Linked DNA regions of Hordeum vulgare: region 2 is linked to region 1. Evidence: chromatin contacts called from public Hi-C data. All regions are on one chromosome and are shown on one strand. Each heading gives the region's core, a stretch centred on a gene start, on an enhancer-like site or on the middle of the called end of the contact. The rest is flanking DNA. Distances are from core to core; before and after follow the strand shown.

Region 1 (6,813 bases), core at 1,725-4,224:
CGAAAGCAACTCCAAAGGAATTGAGCAGTGACGCATGAGAAGAAGATGTGATTGAAGTCCTCCAGCAGATCGCACAGAGGGCAGATCCCGCCGCCCGGGCCATTGCGTTTAAGCACCTCCACCCCAGAGGGAACCCGGCCCCGGATGCATTGCCACATGAATATCCTAATTTTCACAGGGAGCCTCCTGGGCAAACGATGGGACGATGGCCCGATACAGGGACCGGGCGGAGAAGCGGGCCGAGGGCTCCAGGCCCCAAGACATGCGGTCTGTTGTAGTATCGACATTGGGTGAGTTAAGGGCGATGATGCACTGCAGCATATCATCCCAGGCCGCAAGCTTTGGCGGCCCGAAAGGGCGGCGGAACACGAGGTGCCCAAGATCCCGAAGAGCGACCTCAACCGAGGTCCTAGACTCCACCGCGGTGGCGAATAATACCGGGAATCGGGCGATGAACGACAATTCACTAGCCGAGTGATCCAACCAAAACAATGTAGCGGACCCGGATCCAATCGAGATGGAAGAATCAATGCGAAGGACAGGGAGCAACTGGATGACTGATTGCCAAAACTGTGAACCACCAGAGCGCTGGCAGAATGCTAGCGGCTGGCCCCGAAGGTACTTGTTCCTAATGATGTCGAGCCAAAGGCCACCATCACCGTTGGCGATCCTCCATACCCACTTAGTTAGCAAGGCGGTGTTCATGTGCTTTGTCGACATGATCCCTAGACCACCCTGATCACGGGGCTTGCAGATGTCGGGCCAGCTCACCATGTGGTATTTCTGCTTATCGCCCTCACCATCCCAATAAAATCGAGACTGGTACTTGGCAATCTCGTGATGCAAAGTCTCATGGAGACTGTAGAAGCTCATCACAAAAATGAGAAGGCTGGGCAGGGAGGAGTTGATGAGCATGGTTCTCGCCACCTTGGACAGCCACCGGCCTTGCCACTATTTCTCATTTCGCACGTACAATAGCTCGTAGTCGTGCTCATCATCACCCCACACGTTCCTTGTGATACATCACACTACAACGCGTACCGTCTCTTGTCTCTTGTCTCTTGATCTTCATCCAACAATATGTGCGTTATTGGTCCGACCTTTGCCATTTGGTACATCTTGGGGGCGCGTATAGGCAAAGCAACATCAAACATGAATCAATCATAAGTTAAGTAAGAAGAAGCAAACTTACGATCGACATGGTTGCCGCATGCAATGATCACATTGCCTCCAGCCGATCAACATCGCCACAAAACTTCGTGACAGAGTTTTGGGTAGTGTACCATCAATACACTAACAACTTTACATTCTGTTCATGGGTGATGTGCGTGTCGTAGGACGCAAAGTAATTTTGCGCATGAAATGAACCATGCATACGTTTCCAAAAGGGCCCCCTTCTGCTCATGCCTACGAAGTCCGCAGATACGATCAAGCACGCATCGCACAACAACTCATCCTCTATGATCTAGTACCCTGACATTCTTCCAAAAACACGACATAAAGTTTTGAAAATAAGCTCAATGGCATTCGACCGAACACCTGCGGACATGGTGTCCACCGTGGACGTTGTTGATAGGGGATAGAGGGTACCTAGCTACAAACGGATCATGTGCGGACGATGTTGTAGTATAAGGCGAGCAGCGTGTGGCTATGGGTGGCGGTAGTCTCGACTCCCGCAGAGCCCCCTAGGTTGCTTCCAATTTACTAGAAAAAGTACGTCTGGACCTAACGTGGGACGGTTGGAGCAATGCAAGCCCAAGTTGGATGAAAAAACACGGACCACACAATTGCGGGTCGATGTTAGAGATGCCCTTAACCCTATGGATGCATCACATCTATTGCTCATTCCGATTGATATTACTTGTCGCGATTATAGTACAGCTGTAAAAAGTATCTCAAATATAATAAAAAATACATCGAGATTCTGAGACCATCGAACGACCACTACTCTCGTCAGAACGAGTCATTGATGTGTCGCTGTCGCCGCTCGCCTATCGGAGCCGGCTTGACCTTGCGAGTGACAACCGGGAAGTCTTCGTGCACATGCCCCAAAGGACCAGCGTCCTGGAGTCGTAGTCGTCGTTGTTGAACTCTCGCATGAATCAAAACATCCGAGACCAATCTCACCACATGACGAGAAACCCTTATCTCGTTGTACCAAAGAGACAATAGAAATCTACGTCAAAGCTTCGTTGACTACCTCCAAACGAATTAACCCTTGAAGCCAAGAAGACAAACCCAAAAAAGAAGCGTCATCGTTTGTCTAAGTGCCACACGCGCGAGACTAAAAAAACTAACCTAAAGTATTAACCGAAGTGAAGGCATCAGAATTCTCCTTCCTGTCATCCGTCTTGAAGCGACATGGAAAGGAAAGATGAATCTATGGACTCTTCGGTTAAGTCCGAAGAGAAAAGTTTACCCTAGCTGCCTAGGGTTAGGGATCGAAACGAAAATAACCGATTTCATATGAAAGGTGTGAGACAAGCTGACTTGATAAGATGCTTCCTCCGTCTCATATTAATGGCTCCTTAATATGATACGGAGATAGTAATAAACAACTTGACACGAACACAAGTAGCTAGGCTGGGCTGCAGACACGAGTATTTACACTAGAGCATTCACGCACCAACTGTCAATATGTTAGATGAGGCCTTTGCATGATTGGACATTTTTGTCAAGAGCAAAAGCCATGACGCGACATATCTTCCTTTTTTCCCTCTGGAAGAAAACGAGATGTATGTACAGCATGGGTGCACCGCCAATGCTCATGCCTTTGGACAACTCGCCATACTTATCATTATTCATTCATCACATCAATCTGATCATCAAGATAGATAAACGACACAGGAACAAAGTTCCTTTCCAGACACAAACGTGGCGTCATCCAAGCCATCCAAAGGAAAACGAGCGGGCCAGATACACCGCGCCCTAGCGAGTTACCCGAACGTACGGGAGAAAGGAAACCGAAACCAACAACAGGTGGGCCGGTCATCTTCCTCCCCCACCCCTCTCCCATCGTCTCCACCCGACCGCCACTCCCCACTCTGCCGCGGCGGCCGCCGCCGAGATGACCGCCTTCTAGCGCACCACGACCGATCTCCGCGGAGTTCCCCATCCCGCCCCCCTCCGCCGCGCCGACGGAGATCCGGGACCTCGTCGGTAAGCCGCCGCCTAATCCCCCCCAGCGATCTGTTCCGATTCGTTTCCGGCTCCTGCCCGCGCGTTCGTGGTGTTCGTTACGGGATGCGTGGTTGGACCGTGGCTTTTTGGTCCCCCTTCTACCGTAGGGCGCTTGGGGCGGAGACCTCGCCGATTCGGGAAATTTCATGGCTGCTGTAGGCACGAAATGTCCGATTGGGATAAAATTACACTAGTAAATGGTGATGAGTGAAATCTCTATGCCTTGCACGATGATAAGGACAGATGGTTTGTAGCCTGAAGCCGAGGAGTAACCCGTAGGTCGGATAATGGTGTAATTCCATGGGAATTGCGTGACTGGTACCTGCTTAGGATTTGTTTTGAGTCTGATGACATTTTCTAGAAGGTAGGGCATACATAGACTCAATTATCTAAGCAAGGCCTGGTTTAGTTTGCTGGAAACTATCTCTAACTGAACCTGTTTGAGGAGTCATAGGCTTTATTAGGCTATGCATACTGTATGATTGTGAACCTTTCATGGTGCGAACGACTATTTTCTTTTCCAAGTTGTTTGAAAACAAGAAATCATATATTTGCTTAAGAATTGCTGTGTTTATTGCGATACAATTAAACAGCTCAATTTCGGTGTATTAGCATCAACTTAGAACCTGCTATTGCTTTCATAAATGATCTGAAGGAGCATTTTTTTTTACCACCAAGCGCTCTTCGTATTGCAACTATTAAATGATAAGTAAGCCATGTGCAGAGTTTGTTTGATCCTCCCATAGTTCTATTTAGGGAGTGTTTGGTTACAATGCTCAGTTGGGATATAGCTCAGCTAGGCAGCTTCCTCTTTGGTTCTTTTGCTTACCAGCTTTGCCCTGTGAAAACTGTTGTCTGGAGTGGGTCATTGATTATAATGTGCGGAAAGTTTGCCGTCGAAAGCGAGACTATTTGGCTCTCCTGATCTAGCAAGGTTTTCGTTACCCACCCAAGCTAGCCTGCCCACAAAAGCTAAGATATTTTAACAGTTCCAAACACCTAGCCTTGCCCTGCAAGGCTATATCTATTCTTGCCTTTAATGTGCACCTAGTCCTGTGTAGGCTTTACCAAGCGGATTAAAACAATGTGCTGATAATATTTATTTTCCATTATTGTGCAGTAAGCTCAGATGATTTTTTACATAACTAATAGGCCATAATGGATCTCCCCAGTTAATTTACCATGATTTTGTAACTCTAGGGTAGTTTCTTCTTGTTTATATGATACGTTAGTGATAACGAACTGTTTTGAAAAGCATTGCAGGTCTAATGTGATAGCACACATATAGTTTGTCTAAACAGTTTCTACCTAAAACTAGTGAATGATGCTCCTTCATGATAAGTTTCCAGCAGTAAGAATGTTTACAATAACTTTCACGCATGAATTCCTGCTTGCGGAGTTCCTCGCCTTCTTTAGATACTGCAGTTCTTTTCAAATTATTTATTAATTTTTTATTTGAGAAGGGCTATATGTACTGGAAAATATGTACAAATTAAGTATTACTCAGGGTAGCTACAAAGCCGACTGAGAAAACGGCTACTGAATCAACTAGGCCACACATCACTAATCCCTCCCCTTGGTACTCTCAGCATTTCTGTGTTTGTTATGTGGTTTCTGAAATTGCTAATGCACAGGGAAACTGTATTATTGTTTTAAAAAGAAACCTGATTACGTAGTTAATTATGATCCATTGCCTGCCTGGTCAATTGGTTGTTTACTTGATGTTTCTATGTACTGCGGGCTTTATATCATTTGTAAGAGCATTTTGCACTTGAATATTATTTCGCTCAACATATATAGTAGTGGTCGGTTTTACTGGAGAAATTTTGATTCCTCTATTCGTATGGTTTTGTTTGCTTGTGAGGCATTCTGATTTTCCGCTGACAGCAGGATCGTGGATGCAGAAAACATAGTGTATCAGTTCTTCCTCATTCAACATGTGGAGTTTTGCATCAAATGCCATAGCTGGAAGCATAAAGAAAAAGGCACAACCATCAAAAGGCAGCCTATCCAATCCTGATTGCTCTGATGACGATGGTTCTTCATGTGCAAGTCGAGAGGAAGGCCTTGAATGCCCAATATGCTGTGAATCCTTCAACATTGTCGAGAACATTCCTTACGTCTTGTGGTGTGGCCACACAATGTGCAAGAACTGTATCTTAGGTCTTCAGTGGGCTGTTGTCAAGTTCCCAACCCTTCCCATCCAGCTGCCTCTCTTCATCTCATGTCCTTGGTGCAACCTATTATCTTTCCGGCTGGTGTACAAGGGCAACCTCAAGTTCCCGCGCAAGAACTACTTTCTGCTCTGGATGGTTGAGACCATGAATGGCGAGAGAGCAAAGTTCCATTTCTCTGGTCACGAGGAACGCCAATCAGTATGTTCCTCCAGTGGTGGCATCAGTTCCAGTCAACACCACCGAAGAGCCCCTACGGCACGGGCAGAGACCTCTTCCGCCAGAGATAGAAATGTTGCTGGCAACACCTCCAACACTGCCAGCGTGTCTCTCCAGAAGCTCATGGTGTGCTTTGTGCAGCTGACGGCCAAGTTCCCGCTCGTGATAATGTTTCTTCTCATAGTTCTCTATGCCGTCCCTGCCAGCGCCGCGGTTCTGCTCCTGTATGTCCTTGTCACGTTTTTGTTTGCGCTGCCGTCGTTTCTGATCCTCTACTTTGCTTATCCCACCTTGGACTGGCTCGTGAGAGAGATATTCACTTGAGCCGTGCTGTTCTGAAATGTAAGTACAGTTTATGTAGCTTTGTGAAAGTGAAACAAAGCTTGGATATCTGTTCCACCCATGGCGCCACTTTGCCGTTATGCCCTCTGTATAGATTGCCCTTTTCTGTTACTTTTTTTTTTCTTTCTCTTTTGCTCTGGCCTTTTGGGGCCGTGGTTTTTGCTGTAACTGCCTGCTCATTCAAATGTTGTTCTTGTTCAGGAGTGACCCAACCTCGTAATTTTCCTTTTGTTATGGTCAGGTGTTGTGCCATGTTTTGCAGCTCTTTCCGGAATGCTTGGTTGCGACATTTTGGTACTGATTCTAAGTTCGGGACATCGCTTCCGCATGTCGAAGAGGGCCGATCGGCATGTTGGTACTGACGAACACCCTCGCCTTCGACAAGTCTGTTGCGGAGAACGCAAATTGCGATTCCACCAGCCCTGCCCCAGCGTTTGCGGTCCGGCCGCTACACATGTTTTTAAGATGCAGCTACACATGCTTCGAGTAGTAGAAAAGCACGAGGAACCAATAACAAGCTGATAAGATTATGGATCTGTTAAGCAACTAGGGTCTACTCAGCTGACTAGTACTTCCTCGATCCCAAAAATAACTGTCTCAACTTTGTACTAGCTCTAGTACAAAGTTATAATAAGTTTAAGACACTTATTTTAAAACGGAGGGAGTATGTCTTATGCCGCCTCAGCACCGAGCATTCGTCAAGCTCTGACTTCATGTGACTTGTGAGGGTGTGACCGAATTTGCACTTCTTCCAAGGCGCTTCGTCGTGGGACTTAGGCTGGTTGTAATGGAGTATCATAATACTAGTATCATGCATATGATGCTAGTGCGTGATACTACATTCATAATGCATAGTATCATATGTTATTATTATAGGATAATTCATTTATTGTCATGC
Region 2 (6,813 bases), core at 1,874-4,373, 190 kb before region 1:
CCATTTCTCCTCTTCTTTTCAACCTAGTTGCTGATGTGTTTTCCAAAATGTTGTCTAAAGTTGCTCAACGAAATTTTATTTTGGGGCTTCTGCCTCATGTGGTTAATGGAGGGATTGTCAGTTTACAGTATGCTGATGACACTCTCCTTTTTTTGGCTAACTCCAAAGACAAAGTCGGAAATTTCAAATGGATTATGTCTTGTTTTGAAAACCTGTCTGGGATGAAGATTAACTTTCATAAGAGTGACCTTCTTACCATTAATATTGAGGAAGAGGTTGCTAAATCTTTTGCCTAGATTTTTAGTTGCAAGATTGGTTCTTTTCCCATCAAATACTTGGGGGTCCCCTTCATTTTGATAAATTGCGTAGAGAGGATCTGCAACCTATCATTGATAGGATTATTAGTTGTATTTCTGGTTGGCTGGGTCAGCATCTATCTTACAGAGGTAAATTAATACTGCTTTGCGCTTGTATAGTCAGTATCCCTTCCTACCTTATGGCTGTGATTAGGTACCCTAAATGGGCGATAGATGCTATTAATTCCCAGGTGGACCATTTCTTCTGGGGGAATGTAGGTGACCAACACAAATATAATTTGGCTAATTGGGGCCTGATCACCAGGAAGAAGGCTTTTGGGGGCATGGGTGTTCCCAACTTAGAATTTAATATGGCCCTCCTAGCTTCCTAGGGGAGAAGGTTGTCTGATCCACAACCTAAAGATTGGAAAGAAGTTATTTCCTTCAAGTATAACATTGTTTCCCCCAATATCTTTTGGGCTAAAACTGACAATGGCTTCTCCTTTTGGAAGAGTGTAACTTGGGCATTAAATGCCTCAAGAAATTTTTATAAACGGGATGTTGGTAATGGGAGAGCATCAAATTTTGGCATGACATATGTTTTGGGGATTCTTCCCTCAAAGTTCAGTTTTGGGATCTGTTTTCCATTTGTAACCAGTCTGAATGCACCATCTCACAAGTATGGCATGGTGTTAATCTCAAACTTTCTTTTAGGAGATGTGTTTGACTATAAGGGGTTAATTAGATGGAATCAGCTTCTTGAGATTGTTCAAGCTGTCCACTTAACACAGGCTCCAGATACCCCAATCTGGATGTTAGAAAAAAATGGGGTATACTCGGTTAAATCATTTTATCATACTATCAATTTTGGGGGAGTGGTTTCTACCATTGGGGAAAAATTGTGGAAAATTCTTTGCCCTCAAAAGATTCATGTGTTTCTCTGGTTGTGTGTGTATAACAAGGTCCTGACGAGGGACAATTTAGCGAAGCGTAGGACTGTCAGTGATCCTACTTGTCTGTTCTGTAAAGAAATGGAATCGATGCAACATCTATTCTTTGATTGTGTGGTGGCTAGATGTCTTTGGAAACTTTTCTCTATTTCATTTCCAGATTATGATATTTCCTGTTTTAAAGACGTTTGTGTCTTATGGCAACTACATAAGAAAATGCCTGTGCAAAATATGATTGTTGCGGCTTCCTTGTGGAGCATGTGGAGACTGAGAAATGACTTTTGTTTCCAGGGTCGTTCTTGGAGAAGTCTAGCATGCGTCCTTGTGAAACTTCGAGCTTTTCTTCGATAATGGGATGTGCTCTGCCACGCCACACAGGAGGAGCTCCTTCGTCAGTTCGCCGCTAAGCTGGACAAGTTCAAGGGAGAATTGTTGCGCATCGCTTGGTTGTAGGACTAGTCCTGGAACTACGATATATTTGCGTCTGTAATATACTGTGCTAGCTGCTGTAGCTGAATATTTTCCTGCTTTCGATGGTTAGTCGTCTGGTAGTTTGCGAGGTTGAGATGTTCTGGCTGAATGTTTGGGCTGTAAAAACTATCTGGTTCGATGCTTCAATAAAATAGAGCAGGGGGAACCCCTTTTATTCAATATATATATTATTGCCTCTAGGACATATTTCCAACACATACTCCATATTCATCCTTCGATAGATACAACGCCTATTCATACACACCTCTAGACTTATTGCCACTGATAACCACGACAGTTACCAAACAGTGGAGAAAAGAATACATAGAAAAGTATGTTGAGTTTGATACATTTGCATGTGTTGCATTTGGTTGCGATGGCGTCGCGGAAAAAAATTCATTAGTGTTTTGTGTGTACTTGAGGAGCAATGGTCGATTTGAGTGTTTCTCTAAAGCCAAGTTTTGAGGTGCCTTTAACATTGTGCAAGCTAGTCACCGCAAAATAAAAGAGAATGGAAAATAACTCCTGTGGGCAGAAAAAAGAAGGCCTAAGAGACCCTCCTGGTCCAACCTTAAACACTCTAAGATCTTTTATCAAACGGCGTTTCTGATGAACTTGACTGAAAGCGCTTTAAGCTTCTTGCAAACTAGTTTCTAAGAGCATCTTCAACCACGACTTGTAAATTCAAATCCTTAAACGCCCGTGGACGCGCCGGTCAATGACCGGACGTGTCCCCTTTTTTATCTCCGCGCAGCCACATACCTCAATTTCTTCCCCATATGTCCGGTCACTTGCATGTGGTTAGTGGAGAGGAAGAGAGAAAAAGAAAAGAATGAATAAAGAAAAGAAAAGGTGTTCGGAGATGGGATCGCATCCTATGTGGTGAACTGACCGGGAACGCGTTTGCGAGCTTTCATATCCTCTACATATTTGATATGGATATCAGGGTTCGCGGACAATCCGGACATATAGGGACGATATGATGGGTTCGATTGGATCACTTTTTTATCTTTCTCTCTTCTGTCCGTTCACTGATCAGGTGCGTCCGCGGACGTACGAGGGATCATTTGAAGGGTTCCATTGTGGATCTTTTAAATGCAAGCCATGCAACCAAACAACTCAGTACTTAGCCCGTGAGAGGTTGGTTGGGCTTTGATGCAGCCTACCAAACGCGCCCGCATATTTCTAAACATGTGGGAAAAAAATGAAATATTTCGTTTTGTTTTCTATATATCTACCAACTTCCATGCAATCCCACCAAGTTTTCTACGCGAACCAAACAAACCCCAAACGCCGCTGCAAGACTGGCATACACTTACACTGAAGAAAAAGATCCCAAGGGCAACCTCCGAGATGACCCCCATCGTTAGTGGCTGACAAGAGAACAGGTAGTGAGAGTGGCGCCCGCCCCTCCCCAATCCCCCCACCCGCAACCTCACTCGACCAGGCCAGAGTAGCTAAACGGCTCATCCATCCATCCATTCGGTCTCTCGCCTACGTTCTAGCGAGGCAGCCAGGCCAAAGCAAAGCACCATGCTCGGCCTCCGCGTCCTCTGCAGCGCGCCACCGGCACCGCCGGCGAGGGGCCGCTGCAGCACGCCGGAGAAGAGCGGCCGGGCGTTCCTGCTGGGCGTCCCCGCCGCCGTCTCCCTCTCGCTCGTCCTCTGGTCCACTCCAGGTAGGGTGCAAATCCTTCACGCAGAGTCACGTACGTACGGCAATGGCCAACACCCGTTGAAATTGGTCCGCGAACTTGCAGTGAGCGCCGGCATCCTGTCAGGGTCCACCGGGCTGGAGTCCATCCCAGCACCCCCGTTGCCCCGGCTCGAGTTCTTGGACAAATGGAATGGTTGGTTCAGCTAGCTACTTGCTCTACACTATCTCATCTCAGACAGTAGTACCGTATATCCAATTTGGTTTTGCTGTGTATGCTTATTTATGTCTCCTTGACCTGCACTGAATGAACTCTCAAGCGGAGAACCAGAGGAAGTACGCGGAGAACGACTCGAGGTTCAAGTCCTCCAAGGTGCTCAGGGAGCTGCTCCAGAAGTCCAAGCAAAACAAAGAGAAGTACGTGCGCGTTTGCGCTGAAAATAAGCTCTCTAGGTAGCTGCTTCCGTGCCATCTTCTTGTGACAAATCCCTTGGGGCAAACAATGTTACTCCTTTCCAGGAACGAGAGGGAGATCCAGGACAAGTACTGCCTGCGGGGCGCCGAGTGGGGCGTCGGCGACTGCTCCACGGTGGGGATGACGGACCAGGAGAAGGAGGACTTCATCACGGAGCTCAAGAAAAGGGTTGGAGAATGAGCACACGCATCACGGAGCTCTCCGTTGCTCGCCAGGAACACAGAGAGTTGTGGCACTGCATATAACTGCTTCTTGCCACAGCGGCAGGATCTAGTGGCAGCATAGTCGCTAGAGAGTGAGAGATTGGACTTGAGGGGGGAAAGGAACACTAGACAGATACACAGTTTAGTTCAGAATTGCAGATGGTTTAAAAAGGTGAATGGGAGTAATGGCTTCTTATACTGTCAGTACTACTACATGCGAAATTTGAATTTTTTGTTACATCTTGAACCGCAACTGCCTGTTGCTGTTAGTCTTACCATCAACGAACCAGAAGGAAGAGTAACTGGTATGGCGCACTTCCGATGGATATGAAACTGAATCGACAGCACCTAACTGGTAAAACATCAGATTGCTCAACACAAGAGAACGTCAGATTGCTCAACACAAGGGATGGGCATATACAACCGGACAGAAATCAAACCGCACCTGAATAAAACCATCAGAGAGCACGTCTGAGAAAAGAAGCTGATCAAAACGAAGCGATCGATTGATCTTTTCATTAGCCATAGAGTAATTCAGATAATCATATTCCTCGAAGCTAGAAACTCAACTTCAAGATTCTTAAACCCTAATACATCTAACGTGAAAAGTTTTCCATATGTGAAAACATGATTACATGATCTTGCTTCTGCCCAGTGACATGAGTTCACTATTAGCTTTCGGCTCTGGATAGGTGCCCAGGCAGTACTAGTAGAATCTGATGATAATCCCCACTTTTGTCTCTGATATCGAGATGACAATACGAGGGCTGGCATTCTGGCTTAACCCTTCCTTGATCATATCCTTTGGGTCGACAAGAGGATATATTCTCGTCTTCCCGGTTCCATGGTTTATTCAGAAGGTGATTCTGCTTTAGTCTCAGAAAAGCCCAGTAAAGCATGTTGGAAGGACTGGTGCGTCTTTCCATGGAACTAAATATTCCCGAGGCATCTCAAAGTATCATCAGCTACTTGCCAGTAAAATGACCTGCTGCTGACTGATGTCTCTTTGGACAAACTAAATATTGGTGAGGTATCCGGCCACCAGCTGCTTACCAGCTAAAGGCACATGTGCACTCCAGACACCAGATGGTCCAACAATATGCAGTCGCGTACGACATAATCACAGGCACCAGAGCTAAATATAACTGAAGGGTGAGCATCGGTTCAGTATCAGAGCCAAGCTATCGTATCCTTCCAGCTACCTTCAAAAGAAAACATAAGGATCAGGGTGGTGACAACAGATGCTGCAAAATACTGACAGTGGTAACAATCAAGACAGCATTCCACAGAAGCAAACTGAATAATTTATGAAATTATTACGTAATTTGATCCAACTGTAATTCATTTAATGACACAATGTTTGAAGAATAGAACCAAATAACTACCATGTAAAATAATCATCAGAATACTGCTTGTACGAAACATAGAACTGATATCGATTATCTTCTCTTTCGGTAGTAACAAAAATGTTTAGCCAACAATAATTGAATAGCACTTCAACACAAAATAGATATCCAAAGATATATGACGTGTTTGCCGCGAGATAACTTCCACTTCATTCTTTATTCCATGTTTTGATCAACATAATTACTGATGTGCCAAAGTTAAAGCTTTCACAGCTCCATCACATTCAGCATAATGCAGAAAGCATAGTAAAAATGTCAGCTCGACAAGTCATATCCTCAAGGGTAACAGAAAAAGATAGCTACGCCGAAGAATGAAAGTTAAGTAGCTAAAACTCCACTGCATCCCAAAACATATCACTCGTTCGGTATTTATTTATTTATTTTGTCAATTACTCAATTTTAGCTAGAATGACAGTAGCAATTGTTATCACACTACCTCTGATGATGCACATGGAAACACATACCAGTTTCTTTTCGCAAATAAAAGTTAACGAGACACTTATTTTGGACGGAGGGAGTAATACAGAAATGATATGCAAGAAAAGAGACAAGCGAGGGATATTACCTGCGAGGTTGAGGTGAGGATGGTTGATCAGGAGATGAATGAGAGGAATTAACCCTAAAGGCAGTATGTCTTTGCCCATAAAAGCCATTGGCCATTACTTGGCGAGTGGGCTGTGGTAGATCACCATCATCTGCCATAGAGATTGGCCCCAGTGAACCAAATTCAAGCGGTTCAGAGGAAGAACCATGATTTGCAGCTGGTTCGTATGGGTAAACCATAAGATACGGTGAATCTGAAGCACCAACGCCATTTGGCACTGCATATGGTGATGAGTAAACCCCATGTGCCATATTCCCTGGTCTGCGAGTAGAGTTTGTGGATCCATGAGATTGACCCTGTCCAAGGTATTGAGCACCTGCCTCATGCCTGTGTGAGTCATTTCTATAGGATCTCCGCTGCCTGTCAAACTGACCTTCATCTGTTGTCTGCCTATCAGACCTCATGCCATACCTCTCTGATTGGCTACGTCCATAGTTGCGGCCTGTATTTCGTTGTCTTGAGTTTGCCCAACTTCCTTCTTTATCACTATTGTCACCCTTGTCACTATTATAACCTCCTCTGTAGTATCTTGAACTCGAGGGACGCTCTCGGTCCCTAAATGGAACCTTCTGAGAAAATGCAACAAACAGAATTGACAGCTTAGTATTCCCAGTTAAAATACTATTATGTTCGTAAAGCAACTATCATGTTCATAAAGAATCGCCTGATAAACTATATTGCCCTTCAGGCACAACTGCACAAGTGGTGGAGGGGGATAGAGCTATACATCACCCAGAATATCTTATATCCATGAT

What was found. A called contact is a pair of places that touch in the nucleus more often than the background predicts.
Region 2: a Hi-C map of leaf shows a contact between it and region 1, with 3 times the contacts expected there. The contact joins the promoter of LOC123449353 here to the promoter of LOC123449349 in region 1. A contact is called at or near these places in 3 of 6 Hi-C or Micro-C datasets (leaf and seedling).

The regions. Positions count from the first base shown.
Region 1 is chr4H:538,706,703-538,713,515 of MorexV3_pseudomolecules_assembly, reverse strand. LOC123449349 reads left to right here and starts at 2,974. Exons shown (of 2, transcript XM_045126548.1): 1 at 2,974-3,159; 2 at 5,085-5,972. The coding sequence starts at 5,118. The coding sequence ends at 5,897.
Region 2 is chr4H:538,896,797-538,903,609 of MorexV3_pseudomolecules_assembly, reverse strand. LOC123449353 reads left to right here and starts at 3,123. Exons shown (of 4, transcript XM_045126554.1): 1 at 3,123-3,395; 2 at 3,477-3,566; 3 at 3,691-3,787; 4 at 3,890-4,295. The coding sequence starts at 3,251. The coding sequence ends at 4,025. LOC123449352 reads right to left here. Exons shown (of 9, transcript XM_045126553.1): 8 at 6,020-6,627; 9 at 4,534-5,250. The coding sequence ends at 5,247.